Regions from separate parts of the Mus musculus genome. Here region 2 is linked to region 1. The links are chromatin contacts, called in public Hi-C maps. All regions are on one chromosome and are shown on one strand. The core of a region is the stretch at or near the end of the contact, and the rest is flanking DNA. Distances in the headings are between cores, read along the strand shown.

Region 1 (7,159 bases), core at 340-2,839:
CATCCTGCTACTCAGACATCAACACTGGTCATGTCCTCCAATGCACTGAGTCATGTGCTCCACACCCTCCTGTGTGTGTTCTGCTCTGTGATCCTTGCCTTGAGTAATTCCTATCATCCTGTGTAATTACACACACACACACACACACACACACACACACACACACACACACACACACGTGAGTGCACACACAAGCATGTGCAGTCTTCCTAACTCCACAGACGCATCCCCTACAATATTCTTTCTCGAATGTCCTGGTCTCTCCAGCAATCACCACAGTGTATCCATTCTATTGTCTATGCCTGCAGCTTCTGGCTTGCTATCCTCCCACTGTAAGCTTCATAATGTGTAGTTTATTTGCTTCGGTATCCCTAGTACTTATCCCTAATGCTGGTATGTGTCTGACACATACCAGATACTCTATAGGCACACGGTGAGTGAATCAATAATGTACAAGCTCTGAAGTATTGTCTTGCCCAAGAGAGAGGGAACAGATCGCTGAGGGGTTGATTCTGCATGAGTAGGCTGAGCCTCCAATTGTGGTACCAATGATCCCCCCTGATTTGGGAAATGTCTGGGCCAGTTTCTCAAGAAGTCATGTGAGCACAGGCCTGGTAAGGTCAGGGCAGTTATTTTCCACTGCTGTTGCTGGGGGAGAGAGGAGGGAAACCCCTCACTAAGGAGAAAGTGGGGAGCGTGGGAGGAGTCAGCCGCACCCTGCTATTTCTCCACCAGTCCCCCATCCCATGCCCAAAAGTATACAGCACCCATCCTCCGGCTACACAACTTCAATTCACTATGCCAGGAAAGTACTCCCTCACCCGTCTCATGGAGGCCAAGTGTTTACCACACAAGCAAGAGAACCTGAGTTTGGCTCACCAGAGCCAAGGTAGAAAGCCAGGTGTGACCATGGACGCCTGTAGCCAGGTGTGACGGTGTGTGCCTGTAATCCAAGCAGAAAGGTGTGGTGGAGACAGGAGAGTCTCTGTGGCTTGCTGGGCTCCAGCCAGTCTAGTTCAGTCACTGAGCTCAGTGAGAGAGCCTGCCTCAAAAAGTAAGACAGAAGGCGATTAGGAAAGACATGCAGCATTGACTTCTGGCCTCCACAGGCACGCATGCATGCATGCGTGTGCACACACAAACACAAACATGTGCACACAGAGATGCACACATACACACATTCACCTCATGCAGAAAGATAAGCGAGTGAATTATAAAACCAAGGAAACTCCATAGGGATGAGGATAGGAGGCAGATGCTGAGGAAACAGCAAATCCTGGCAACCCAACCTCTGCTGTGTCCTTCACGCTCTGCTGACATTTGCAACCCAGCCTTCCCACCCTGCAGGCCTCCTGGGGATCACTGGAAAACCTGGGCTGTTTGGGGGAAATACCATCCCTCCCAGTTGCACCCCAGTGAGCAGGTGTGACAGAGTTTTCCAGGAAGGTCATGGAAATATCACTCCCAAATCCTTGCCCACCCCTCCCTGTCTCTCCATGGCAGCAGGTCTCTTCTCCAGAGTGTGAAGCTGCTGCCTGAGATGGGAAACAAGCCCTGGAACTTTTCACCCAGTGAGAATTCCTGCGGCCCTGGTTGTGGCTCTCCAGCATTAGTAATAACTGGCTCTGATCCCTGGACGAACGAGTCAGCCTTGCTGGAGGGTCAGTTATAGTCCCATGTACAATCCATGAACTCCTTCCCAGAACCCTGCAAATAGGGCAGTGGGGTCTTCTTCTATAGAGTCAATGCCCAGTACATTCAGGGTCCTGACCCTTAGATTCAGGTCTCATTGACTCCTTTTGATTTGACCCCCACCTCCCCACAAATCTCCCTGCCTCTGAGACCATCTCCTCCATAGCTGCTCACATAGTAATATTCTAATACCAGACCTCCTCATGTCCTGCCAGCTCAAGTATCCTCTCTGGTTCCCCATTGCCCATCACATTCCCCGCCATCTGACTGGTACCTGCTGTTCTCCCTAGAAGCAATCCTCTTCTCTCCAACCCTCTCTGGAGCTGCTCCTCTGTCTGAACTCTTTCTATAACCTAGACACCCACTGTCCACAGCCTGCGCATCTTCAGGGCTGCGTGCTTCCTACTGCAGATACATTCAGTCACCTGGTCCAAGCTCTCTCTGAAGACATGGCTCCAACACCAGTCATTCCTTTAAGTTCTACCCACCACCCTCACCGTCAAAATGCATTTTCGTCATTCAGTGGGCAGTGGAGCATATTCTAACTTCAGTTTCCTGTAACTACTTTCTATTTTCCTTTTGAGACCAAGTCTCATGTAACCCAGACTGGTCTCTGACTCTCCAGATAGTCAAGAGTGACCATGAACTCCTCAGACTCCTGCCTTCCTGTTCTGGGTGCTGGTATTACATGTGTGCATCACCACACCCAGTTTATGCCAGGCTGGAGGGCCAACCCAGAGCCTCCTGCATGGTAGGCAAGTGCCTACCAACTGACCTACATGTGTGGCTCCTGTAGCTACTTTTCATAGATATGATGGCATGTTCTTAGGATTAATCTAAGCAGTATTCTGAACACATGACTGTTGTTAGAGGAAGGGGAAAAAATCTTTCTGGTCAAGAGAATAGAATCTCTGGCCCGAGTTGAGACCTAACATACATACCAGTTGGATCATAGCCATCATTTGGCCAAGGGACCACTTCTTGGAAAGTAGACTCACCTTAAGCCATGCTAAAGAGATGGGCAGAATATGGAGATCCTGTAGGGAGTCCTTTAATGAGATACTGTGCTCTCCTGCCTGGAGTCCCAGGCCCTAGGGCAGTGCTTCACAGATCTGCACCCAGCACTTTGCCAAAGCACTCAGAAAGGCATCGTTTCTCCTTTCCTTATTGCTAGCTTGACTCTAAGCATCCTTTCCTTACAACATTCTTACTCTTTCTCTAACGCCTCTCTCCCTGGCTCGCGGTTCTGCTGCATGGCTAACTTCCATGTTCAAAGGGTGTGGCTTTTTCCCTCCTCCTCTCTATTCTCCTCTGGGCAACTGCAAAGGTGGCCCACTCATGATTGTTTATTTGTTTTGTTTTTCTTTTAAACTCTGTAAAATTGTCCTTAAGTTTCCATTTCAATTTTTAAAAATTATTTTATTAATAAAACTAAGAAGCCCAAAAAGGGACTTTGATTTCCCTAGATTTATATCATCTAGTAACCATGAAGAGATCCCCAAATTCAAGTGGCACTATGTCACCATAAAAGAGTAAATGGCAGGCTGCTAGCGAAGCATGTAAATAATATATTAATCTGAGAGGAGAAAATAGGACACAAAATAAGACACGTCCCAAGAGTCTGTATGTATGCATGACATATTTGTACACTTAAAAAAAGAGAGAGATCTGGAAAAGTCTATGAGAAAATGTTGATTGGCATGTCTAAAAACCAAAGTATTATGACTATTTTTAATTTCTTCCTTTTTTCTTCTTGCCTATATTTCCAAAAGCAAATGATGTAATAAAATGATAAATAACTATTTTGAAGATTAGTTGATAATTTTCTGGACTTTGGAACTAGACCATTGAACCCTCAGGCTTTGTACTGAGCACAGGCCTGGACAGTCAGAGAGGGTCACACCGTGTGTTCAAGGTGGAAGAACAGAGGGACAGAAAGCTCTAGACTGCTCAGCTCATCAGTCCCAAACCGTCCTACCTTTCAGAGTCAAGGAAACCAATGGCTGTTTCCTCTGACTGTACGTGCTTCTCTGGGACAGGCCCTTGGGTGGGCCTTCAGCTCCTGCCCCCAATCCACTACGCAGGGGCTACCTCATGGCTTTAGGAAGCCTCATTTCCTTCCCCACATCATTTCTCTTGTTCATCTGTTAAAGAGGAAAATGATGGCATTAGCCACTTATAAAAACAGAAAGCAGCAAGACCACTGAGCAGGCAGGAGCATGCTATTTCTAAGGATCATTATAGTTACTGTAATGGATACATGGGGTCCTAAGAGTCCTGTGCATAGCCACTATGATCTCTGCTACTAAGGAAACCTGGAAGAGTCCAGAATTTAAAGTATACTTAAAACACAAGTGAGTAACCTCTGTCCAAGCCCTTGCAGCTAGGTGATGGAGAAGGCAGGACTCCACTCGTCTTTGTTGACACCTTTGTTGGAAGTCAGGTGTCCAGCTCTAACCTGCTGTGATATTACTGGTTGAGAAACACACAGTGAGTGACTTACCCAAAAGTGCACAGTTAGCAAAAAGCTGGGATTGATCCAGTATCTTCTTCCAAAAGGCTTTTAACCCCACACTTCCCTCAAAGCTCAAGTAAAACAATTAAAGCTACTCTCTCCCTGGAAAACTCATCTTTAAACTGGGTGGTTCTGGGTTTCAAGCAGATGTGTCTGAACTCTGGAACTGGGACCTGTAAGGAGCTGATGAGTCTTGTACCTCTGAACCTTCGGGTGGGGGGGTGGGGGGAGCGGGGGAGGGAGGGGCTTCCACAGGGCCATGGATAGAGAGGAAGCACTGTAGTGCAGGAGTCAAGTAGTAGCTGAGCATCAACCTTGTACTCGGGAAGTGTGAGCAAAGTCCAGTGGTCCAAATAGCTCGAGAGAAAAGAGGAGGCTGCCTGGTGAGAGAATCTTAGATGCCAGCTGCCTGTTACGTTATCAGACTGGGGAGGGGGGGGGCAAGCCTATAGTCAAAGGCCTATCAGTTGCCATCTCAGATTTTACTCCCAGGATTTACCAGCTCAACCTCAGTCAATGAACACCCAGGTGAGCTACAACTTCAGGGAGGTTCTAACGCTCATGACTGGTTTTCTTTTTTCTTTTCTTTTCTTTCTTTTTTTTTTTTTTTTAGCTCCCCCAAACACCCACCTCTGACATCATCTGTCACTGTGGATGTAGGAAATTCAAGATGAGTCAACCTTAAAGATGCTCTAATCCAAGGACATGCAAATCACCAGCAGATGGCCAGATCTGCCCCAATACTTGTTTTGTATAGCCTTTGAGTTACAGTGGAGGCAGTAAGAGCATCTCCTGACATCTGGAACCTCATAGTTCAAGCTCTGTATTGTGTTTGATTGGAACCCAATCAGGCTACTCACCTTCCATCTACAGTAGCATTGAAGAGTACAAGAGAGAATTCAAGTGCCAGGAGCCAAAAGCATTTTCTATACTGTCTTGGTTAGGGTTTCTATTGCTGTGATGAAATACCACAACCAAAGCAAGTTAGAGAGGAAAGAGCTTGCTTGACTTACACTTCCACATCATTGTCCATCATTGAAGAAAAGCAGGACAGGAACCCAGAGGCAGGAGCTAACACAGACCATAGAGGAGTGCTGCTTACTGGCTTGCTTCCTATGGCTTATTCAACCTGCTTTCTTACAGAACCCAGGACCACCAGCCCAGGCATGGTACAATCCACAATGGGCTGGGATCTGCCCCATTAATTACTAATTAAGAAAATGCCTTACAGGCTTACCTACAGCCTGATCTTAAGGAGTCATTTTCTTAATGGATGTTCTCTCCTCTCAAATGACGATGTCAAGTTGACATAAAACTAGCCAGCACATATACATACAAAGGTGGCTCATTCCTGCTTCTTACCTATTCACCTTCATCTTCTTTCAAAATACCAAGGCTATGCCAAGGTCCAAAGGTGCTTGCCATAGAAAGGCAACAAGCTCTGCACATCGGGTATGTACAGATTTTCATGAAGCTCAGGTATATCCTGCTCAAACTTTCCCAAGACTTTGTGATCCCCCCAGACCCTTTTGTCCAGGATTAGGGCTGATTTCTTTCTAGGCTTCCCTGAACCCCTAGACTTACAGTTCTAGCCCCAAACTGAAGCTCAGGTTTATGCTGGACTGCTGTAGCCCTCAGTTGACTCTCAACCCTGTCTCCCATCTGACTCCCACAACCTCAGTCCAAAAGAAAAATCTCCCCTCCCAGTGGCTCACATGCAGGTCTTAGTTAAGACTGAAAAGTACCTGGAGGTGAGTAGAGCACACACTCACTGGGCTGTGCCTGGAGAATGTTTCTGAAGACACTCAGATCATAAAGGCTCCCTGGCTTCATGGTTTGATCTGTTGATGAATTGTAACTATCCATAGATTGTTGGGACATGGGGTCTTCTTGGAGGGATGTCGGTGTTGATGTGTCCTGGAGCTTTGGCCCCTGCTCACAGCTGTTTCACTCTTCTTCCTGGAGGTTGTGAAAGACACGGCTCTCCTCTATCATCCTTTCACCCGTGGATGAGATACCATAAATCTTTCCTGCTCTTACATTGCTTTGTCAGGCATTTCATCACAGCAACAAGAAAGCTAACTAACATACCTCTGTGCTGTTTTCCCTGTAAAAGCTTTCAAGCTTCCTGTCACGAAGGAAAGGATGCAAGGCCTATAAGGCCAACGAAAACACACTTCTTCCAAATTCCCAGATGCCTCCTGTATGTGACTTTCCAGCTTCCCCGAGGGTCTTCCCCCACAGCCCCTCTCCTTGGAGCATCACAGCCAGGCATAGAAGGCAGGAGGGAGGTGTGATAGATACTCTCCATGCACATTTCTGGAGCCCAGGGATGCCTTCCTTCCTGTGTGACACCATTATTCCTGCAATCTGCCCTTACCCTGACCTCTCTAAGTGGTATGATGCGCCTTTAGGAGCTTAACTGCCTTCTTCCTGTCACTGGAGGCCACTCTCTGCCTGAGTCCCTTCTTTCTGGTATATAATCACAGCAAGAAATAAAGGCTAAGTTTATAAAGAACTTTCCAGACATCATGTCAGGATACCCATCCTTTAAAAAGTGTATGTTATAATCTCAGTCATTAGAGAAACAGCTTGTGTACTCCAAAACACACAGCCTAACGATAAGGGGACCTGTGGGTAAGCCTTAAAGCATGTACACTCTACGTTGCTTCTCATAATACTCCAAAGCCTATTGTGTTATCTCTCACAGCTTAGGGGAAGCTGAGGTGCAAGAATGAGACATTTACCCCACTGGGCTGTAAATTCATATGATAATTCATAAAGACAGACAGCTGTATGCATCAGACAGACACATCAACACCACCCTAGGCCCCCAAACATGAGATGTGCATAACACTGGTGACAGTAGGAACAGGAGGTACCATGAAGTCAAGGAAGCAGCCCAAGGTCATATAGCTAGTGCATGGCAGGGCTAGGAGTTGAACCTGACAT
Region 2 (7,070 bases), core at 1,670-4,169, 720 kb before region 1:
AAAATATGGGTCTTGGAACCAATGCAGGAACGTTTCACTTTCAATGCTATGGACCATAAAATAAATTTTTTATCTCTTGGCTTTGCTTGCCATCACTCTTCCCCACTGCTGACCTGGGGCTGCTCAGGAGCGGCACCTCCCCCTACCTCTGGGACCTTCAACATGCAGCATTTACCACCTGGTAGAAGCTCAGAGATCAGTGCCTTGGTCTGAACCTGCCATCTTACCCAGGAACACAGATGTATGGGGGAGGCCCAAGACCAGAGGCCGAGTCAGAATTGCAGAATTGTTCATTCTCTCTCTCTCTCTCTCTCTCTCTCTCTCTCTCTCTCTCTCTCTCGTGTGTGTATGTGTGTGTGTATTTGTGTGTGTGTGTGTGTATTTGTGTGTGTGTGTATTTGTGTGTGTGTGTGTGTATTTGTGTGTGTGTGTGTGTGTGTGTATTTGTGTGTGTGTGTGTGTGTGTGTGTGTATTTGTGTGTGTGTGTATTTGTGTGTGTGTGTAGCAGGGTAGGGAGCAACTAAAGAGCCAGAGAGTCAGTCTTGACCCACAAATAAACAGCTGGTCGTTCTTCAGTTCCTCATCTGGAGCCATCGATGGATTAAGGCCTGGATGAGTTGACTTCAAATGCACAAGAGGTACAAGAAGTAGGAGAAGCTCCAGCACTGGGCACTGTGTGTTCTCTATGACTTCCATGGCCACCCCCAAGCAGTCACATTCCCTACCAAGCAGGCATCCCTTAAGGACGCTGGCCACATGTGCCTAGAAGTAGCATCTGGAGCCCAGGTTTATAAACTCCAGACAAATGAAAGCCCCGTTTTTTTTAAAAAAGATTTATTTATTATTATATCGAAGTACACTGTAGCTGTCTTCAGATGCACCAGAAGAGGGCGTCAGATGTCATTACGGATGGTTGTGAGCCACCATGTGGTTGCTGGGATTTGAACTCAGGACCTTCGGAAAAGCAGTCGGTGCTCTTAACCACTGAGCCATCTCTCCAGCCCAAAAGCCCTGTTCTTGTTAAGGCCCTAATGTCACCCAGGCCTGGAGAGAATCCTGCCTCTCCTGTGGCCTCAGTCTGTATGGCCCTGAGCCTCAGTTTCCTCTGTGGTGTGACAAGGGGAGGGAAGGTATTACTGGAGTCCAGCCTTCTCTCCAGGGGTGGCCCATGAGTTTGTCAGAGGCAGCTGAAGGACTAAAGAAGAAAGGGTCTTTGCGCTTCACCCCACAGTTTGTCTCTAGGCACGTCACCAACTCAGCTTTCCCCACCCACACCTTGTTTGGTCAGTGCTGGAGTTTGTGTCCAGCCTTTCCCTTTCATCTTTTCCTAACCTGGTCCAGCTGCCTGCCATCCCCTGAAGTTTCCAGCTGGGAAGAGGGACGATGTTTACTCAGTGCCCAGGTGGCTGGACAAACTCTAGGAGGAGACTAACCCTCAGCAGGGAGCTGGGCAGAGAAGGGCAGTCCTGATCTGCTTCCCTGTGCATGGCCAGAGACTAGCTAGGCCTGCCTTCCTGGGCGCCCTAGGCCCAGCCCTGGAAGGTGCCAGCGTAGTTCAGCCTCTGCATCTTCCTGCACCAATTACGGATGTGATATCAGCTCATCCATCCCTGGGCCAGGGCACACCCATTACAGGTTGTCTCCCTGTCCTGGAGGGTCCTGTGATCGTTAGGAGCATGCCAGCCAGGCCTTCTTGTAGGCGTAAGCTGCCCTTCTCTACAGAAGCTGGGATCACCACCCCTCCCCGGCCCCACCACGTTCTTTCAGGGGGAGGCTCTCATCCTAGCAATCTGAAGACAGTGTCGGGGTGAGAAGCGCACCCTCACCTGCCCATTCATCCTTAGGACTGACAGAACACACACCCTGGGGGCTTGGAAGGCACGAGGATATTGCTTGAGGTGGGTAGTCTTTTCATGATGCTCTAGCACCTGATACTAGTCTTGCAGACACCCCAATTTTACGGTTTGAATATGTCCCCACTGTCTATGTGTTCATGGCTTGGAAGTGGGGCCCTCATGATGGCATTAGTGGTGTCACAGAAGAGCTCAGTCTGGCAATGGAGCACCCTCTACCTCATTGGGAAGCCCTCAGCAGATGCTAACACTATGTACTAGGACTCCTCAGCCTCCAGAAATATGGGTCAAAGAAACTCCTATTCCTTCTAAACTATCTGGTCTCAAGTAGTTTGTTATAGCAACAGAGACAGAGCAAAGCAAGGACTTAGCTGGATACAAAGAAGCAGCACTGGCTTCAGTGTTACAGGCCATGTTTGGATTAGAGACAGTGGGCTGACACATGGTGCTTACTGCCCCACTCCAGGCCTAGTCTAAAGATACTGTTTATACATATGCACCCACTGTAAACAAACTTATACCCCCACACTCAAAGCAATTCCATGAGGTGGGGACTGGCGTCCTCACTGCACAAATGAGGCAATATGGGCTCAGATACTGGAGGCCACTTGCTTAGGGTCAGAAAGTGACAGTATTGGACTCAGTACTAGATTTAGGCACTGTGAACTGAGTCCACAGGACTGTCATCCCAGGGCTCTTGGGGAGAGTAGAGAGGACAGCCACCAGAGGCTACCCCAACCATAAGTGGGCAGCCTGCTGCCCAAGGGTCTGCCTTTATTCATCTGAGTCCATTATCACTCAAAACTGTCTAGAGTCTCTCATGAGGTCAGGGCTGAGAGCTCTCAAGTGCCCATGGCCACTCCGTGCCACTGTGAATAGATCTCAGAGATCAAGGGCATCACACCAGGCTGGGGCTCCTGGGGCCTGGAGCAGAGCCTCCAGATTCTCTGACCTGAGTTGTTTTGAGCTTTTGGACACAGCATTGCACCATCCGGAGGAGCAGCCCACATATGTGGGTGAGAAAAAGCAGCCAGCAGGAGAAGCCAGCCCAGCATGCAGTCTGATGACACACAAGCTTAGCAATATTGACTCATAACCATCCATCCTGTGACTCCACCCACTACCAGTACTTCTGGGTTGTACCCAAAACTCAGTGTAACAGCCAGAGTGACTCCCACAAAGAACAGAGGGCCATGGCACTCTCTCTCTGTACTCTCTCTCTCTCTCTCTCTCTCTCTCTCTCTCTCTCTCTCTTTCTGTGTGTGTGTGTGTGTGTGTGTGTGTGTGTGTGTGTGTGTGTAACAACGGGATCCACCTAGGGGTGGGTGGGGCAGGGAGACAACCAGAGGAAGAAGTGAGGGGCATGGTGTCAGCCCTGGACAACCACTCCAGTCCACAAGAGACCAAGGTTGGCCTGGCCCTCTGGTTAACTTTGTCTCTTTGTGACTCAGGGGCCCTGCGTCCAGTGCACACTGCCAATTCCTCTTCCCAAGAACCCATGCCTGCCCAGTCTAAGGACGTCAGGGCACTGTGTCATCGTCCCTCTGCATGTCTGTTCCTGGGAAGGCTCTGGTCCCCTTGGTCGGACTTGTAGGGATCACCCAACAACACCAAGCAATGACAAAGGCTCTGTGAGGCCAGGTTGACAGAGTGGATCCTGAGACCGAGCGGCTTCCGTGTTGGAACTTCCCCTCTCTCTGTTCATTAACAGGTACATTAGTTCAAAGCACACCCCTCTATCTCCTTTAACCCTTCCAAGTCTTAACCCACATTCCTTGGAGTCCTGACCCACTCCCTGGAAGCCTTGGGAAGACACCCATATATACACTGAACTGGGCTGGTGCCAAGCAGCTTTGAAGAGGTTGTCTCAGGTATCTGCCAGGAGGGAGGAGGACCTTCTCATAGCACACACAAACACACACGTCTACATGCTCATGTATACACACACACACACACACACACACACACACACACACACACACACTTTTCAGATCCAATGACCTGACACCCCTGCCTATGAAACGCAAAGCTCAGACATGGTTCACCTGCTGGGCTGGAAGACGGACAGAGGGCCCTCCTCACCCTCAGGGATGTGTGAGGAGCTTGTGAGTGGTCACCCAAGTCCAGATGTTCTCACCAGTCACTAGCTCATCCTCTGCCAAGGGTTTTATTTCACTGACTGCTTATGCTAGGCAAAGTGTCTTCTTGTCCCTGGCTTTTTACAGATGATGCCCAGAATGGACACGTGACTTGCTTGCGGGGACCACCAAACTGGCAGCAGATCCTGAACAAAGAATCTGGAATCTGGGCCTCCGGCATACAGGCCTGCCCTGAGGTGTCTCCTGTGTGCCTGAAGTCAGTGGTTGTCTGAAGGAGCCCAGTCATGCATATGCAGGGTGAGAAGCCCCTACCCGTGGGACAGCGTGGCAGGAGGCAGAGCAGGTCAGGGTCAGGGCACGCCTTCCTTTCTCAAGAGGGTAGGATTCTTGGTGGTGGCTCCCACGGGAATAGGAGACGCTTCAGTCGGGAAGCTTGGGTGGGCCAAGGTAGTGCTTGGGTCGGGCTTCCTGTGGGGGTGACCTGTGTGCCTGTGGCCCTGGGGACAGGACACGCTTCATTGTACTTCATCCCTGGGCTAGACCCATCCTCCCACTCCCCCCAGCTTCCTGTCCCATCAATTCACACTGGGCCCAGGGGAGAGGGAGGGCCTCAGAGGCCGCTTCATAAGGGCTGATCCTTTCTGGAGGCAGGACGGACTGGGAAGCCTGGTGGGCTTGGCCACCATGGCCTCTGACCTCTGAGCCTCTGACCATTTGGTTTACAGGATGAGGCCATGATAAAAGCACCACTTGCTTTCTTCCCCGGGCATACAACCTCGGATGTGGCTGGACAGGGCCTTTGGGAACTGGCTTTGCCTAGTGCTGACAGGTCAGACCAGCTGATAGTGTGCAGGGAAAGGTCCATGGAGCCACTGATGCACACTTGACTCTAGCAGCGTAGGTAACTTCAGCCCAATCTCCATGGCTCACAGGAGTTGGGGCTATATCTACCCAGGCTGGGGGTACAGTAAAAAAGGACGTGGGTGGCCTGCTCTGGGGGCTTAGTGGATATAAACACAGTCTCCTAGTTCCCCCCTGGCTCCTCACTGCTCCCCCAGGCAGTTCTTACACATCAGAGTAAGCAAGGCCTCCTAGCTGGCCTCTAGGCCTACAACCCTCTTCTGTCCATTGAGAGTGGGAGGGACCAGGGTTTCCCTGGAACACAGTTCTTCTGATTGCACATGGTAGCCCAAGTGCCCCCTACCCCCAACCAAGATTAGCCCCAGCCGGCCTCCTGGCCCTGGACATCCTGACAGGCGGGAATGTGCATCTGCTAAGCTTTGGCAGAACTGATAGGAGCCACACACTGGCTGCTAGTTGTAGACAAGGGGCCTGATTAGAGAGTTGGGACTTCTGAGGCAGGAAGCTTGGGAGGGGCTCAGAGATGCTGAAGGCCAATGGTCTGTGGCCTCAGACAAGTAGGGTGGAGGATAGAGGTCAGACTTCAGTCTAGTGGCAGGTGGCCAGCACACTAGAACAACCAGATGACTGTGGGCAGCGGAAACCCAACCTGAAGGCCCAGATGGCTCTAGCTTCATTACTCTGTGCCCGCCCAGCTCAGCACCCATATTCACATGGGACTGGTAAAATGGCAGTCACCAGCCACACCCCTCTGGATTTTCTCTGCACAGAGGCTCCCCATGTATCTTCTTCGTGCTGAATATTGTATCCTCAAATGTTATTGAAGCAAAGTCTGGTGATGCCCTGCATGCTCTGAGGTGGCCCTCGGTACCTCCTCATCTTGGCACCCAGTACTGAGAGTCCTTCTCCCTCCCAGAGCCCAGTTAGCTGTATCTCAATTCCTATACATAGCTGCTTCTTCTAACACGCCTTACCTTCTTGACCCCTTTGGCCTATCTGGGAGGCTGCCATTGATTTGACCATTAATACCTTTAGGGCTGGTTTTCCTGGAACACAGGGCTGGCAAGGACACATGCCAAGAAATATTTGTCAAAAGAAAGAAGAGAGGGATGAGCCAGCCAAGAAGGGGATACAGACAAGAACATAGGTAGCTCACCAAATAGGACTCCCTCACTACTCAGTGGCAACTACAGCTCTTCTCTTTCTGGGCCTGGAAGGACAGCACTGTTCCTAGAAAGACTGGCGAACACGGCAACGGCCAAGCGAGGCCCATTTCAGGGCTGTCTTATCCCGCCTGGAGGGTTCATAGAAGTCCCCAGATGTTCAGAGGTCATCTTGGCCTGCATATCTGTCAGCTGCAGGCAGCTGCTCTGGCTCTGGGAAAGGGGGCCCGAGGAAAGGCCCCTCCTCGGCTAGAAACACCTGCTCAGTCCTTGGTCCTCGAGGAACACAAGTCTCTTACCTGCCTCACTGAGCTCTGACTGGGGGCTTCGACATCCTGAGCTATGGGAGGTCAGACAGGGCAACTCATGACAAGGTCATAGGGTCCTTACCGTGGCAGGGGACTGGTCTCAATCCTCCAACAGGAAGGAAGTATGTCAGATATGGGGTTCCCCAGAGGTTCTAGAGAAAGTCTTTACCTCCACACAGACCAGGACTTGACACACAGTAGGGACATCACACACATTCATTGGCTTTCTGGGTATGTGTTGGGCCACAACAGTTGGAGGCAGCTTTCTTATACCAACCCCCATCTCTGGCTAGGATGCTGCCTTTTAGAGCTCTGCCTTGCCAGAGCTTCCAGCCTCTCTGAGGCAGGGCTGAGGGGAGTTTCTGTGGTCAGATGGATGGTACAGGCGCAGGCTGGAGAGTCTGCTGGAGAGGATCTATACAGGGCTGGTCCCAGCCCGGGAGCTCTAACCCCTGGCTCAGGGCCCTCCACTGTACTACAGCTCCCGTCCTCTGTCCTTCACTGCATGGCAGGCTCCTTGCTTCAGCTGGCCTGAACTGCTTACTTAGATAAACGGGAAAAGCAGCCACGTGATGGTCAAGGTTCCCTTGGTCTCACAGGCATGTAGGTACCCACAACCACACACTGTGGGCCAGGTGGCAACAAGGCCCTGTGGCACAGACTGGGCCAGCTCAAGTTTCTGAAGGACGAGTGACCAGTGGCCTTTGCTCACTTTGCTCTGTGCAAACGTTTGTTTTCTGCTTCCTGGCCCTGCTGGGTGGGAAGCCAGGACTGTGCGGGACACA

What was found. A called contact is a pair of places that touch in the nucleus more often than the background predicts.
Region 2: a contact with region 1 is called in a Hi-C map of embryonic fibroblasts, with 2.2 times the contacts expected there. The contact joins two enhancer-like sites. A contact is called at or near these places in 1 of 484 Hi-C or Micro-C datasets (embryonic fibroblasts) and 1 of 115 datasets of contacts at active chromatin or transcription factors (large pre-B cells).

What each region holds. Positions count from the first base shown.
Region 1 is chr14:24,797,636-24,804,794 of GRCm38.p6, reverse strand. Gm31838 (a long non-coding RNA gene) reads right to left here. Exons shown (of 7, transcript XR_874416.2): 4 at 5,953-6,166; 5 at 3,671-3,836; 6 at 880-1,042. Among named protein-coding and RNA genes, the nearest start is that of Gm32008, 16 kb to the left of the region's middle. Within about 2 kb of position 1,589, at least 13 of the 459 cell types and tissues checked have an H3K27ac peak or open chromatin away from gene starts, as enhancers often do. A contact at or near this core is called in embryonic fibroblasts, where this site is marked.
Region 2 is chr14:25,523,355-25,530,424 of GRCm38.p6, reverse strand. All of the region lies in intron 2 of Zmiz1 (zinc finger, MIZ-type containing 1), which reads right to left. Among named protein-coding and RNA genes, the nearest start is that of Mir3075, 7.5 kb to the left of the region's middle. Within about 2 kb of position 2,919, at least 120 of the 459 cell types and tissues checked have an H3K27ac peak or open chromatin away from gene starts, as enhancers often do. A contact at or near this core is called in embryonic fibroblasts, where this site is marked.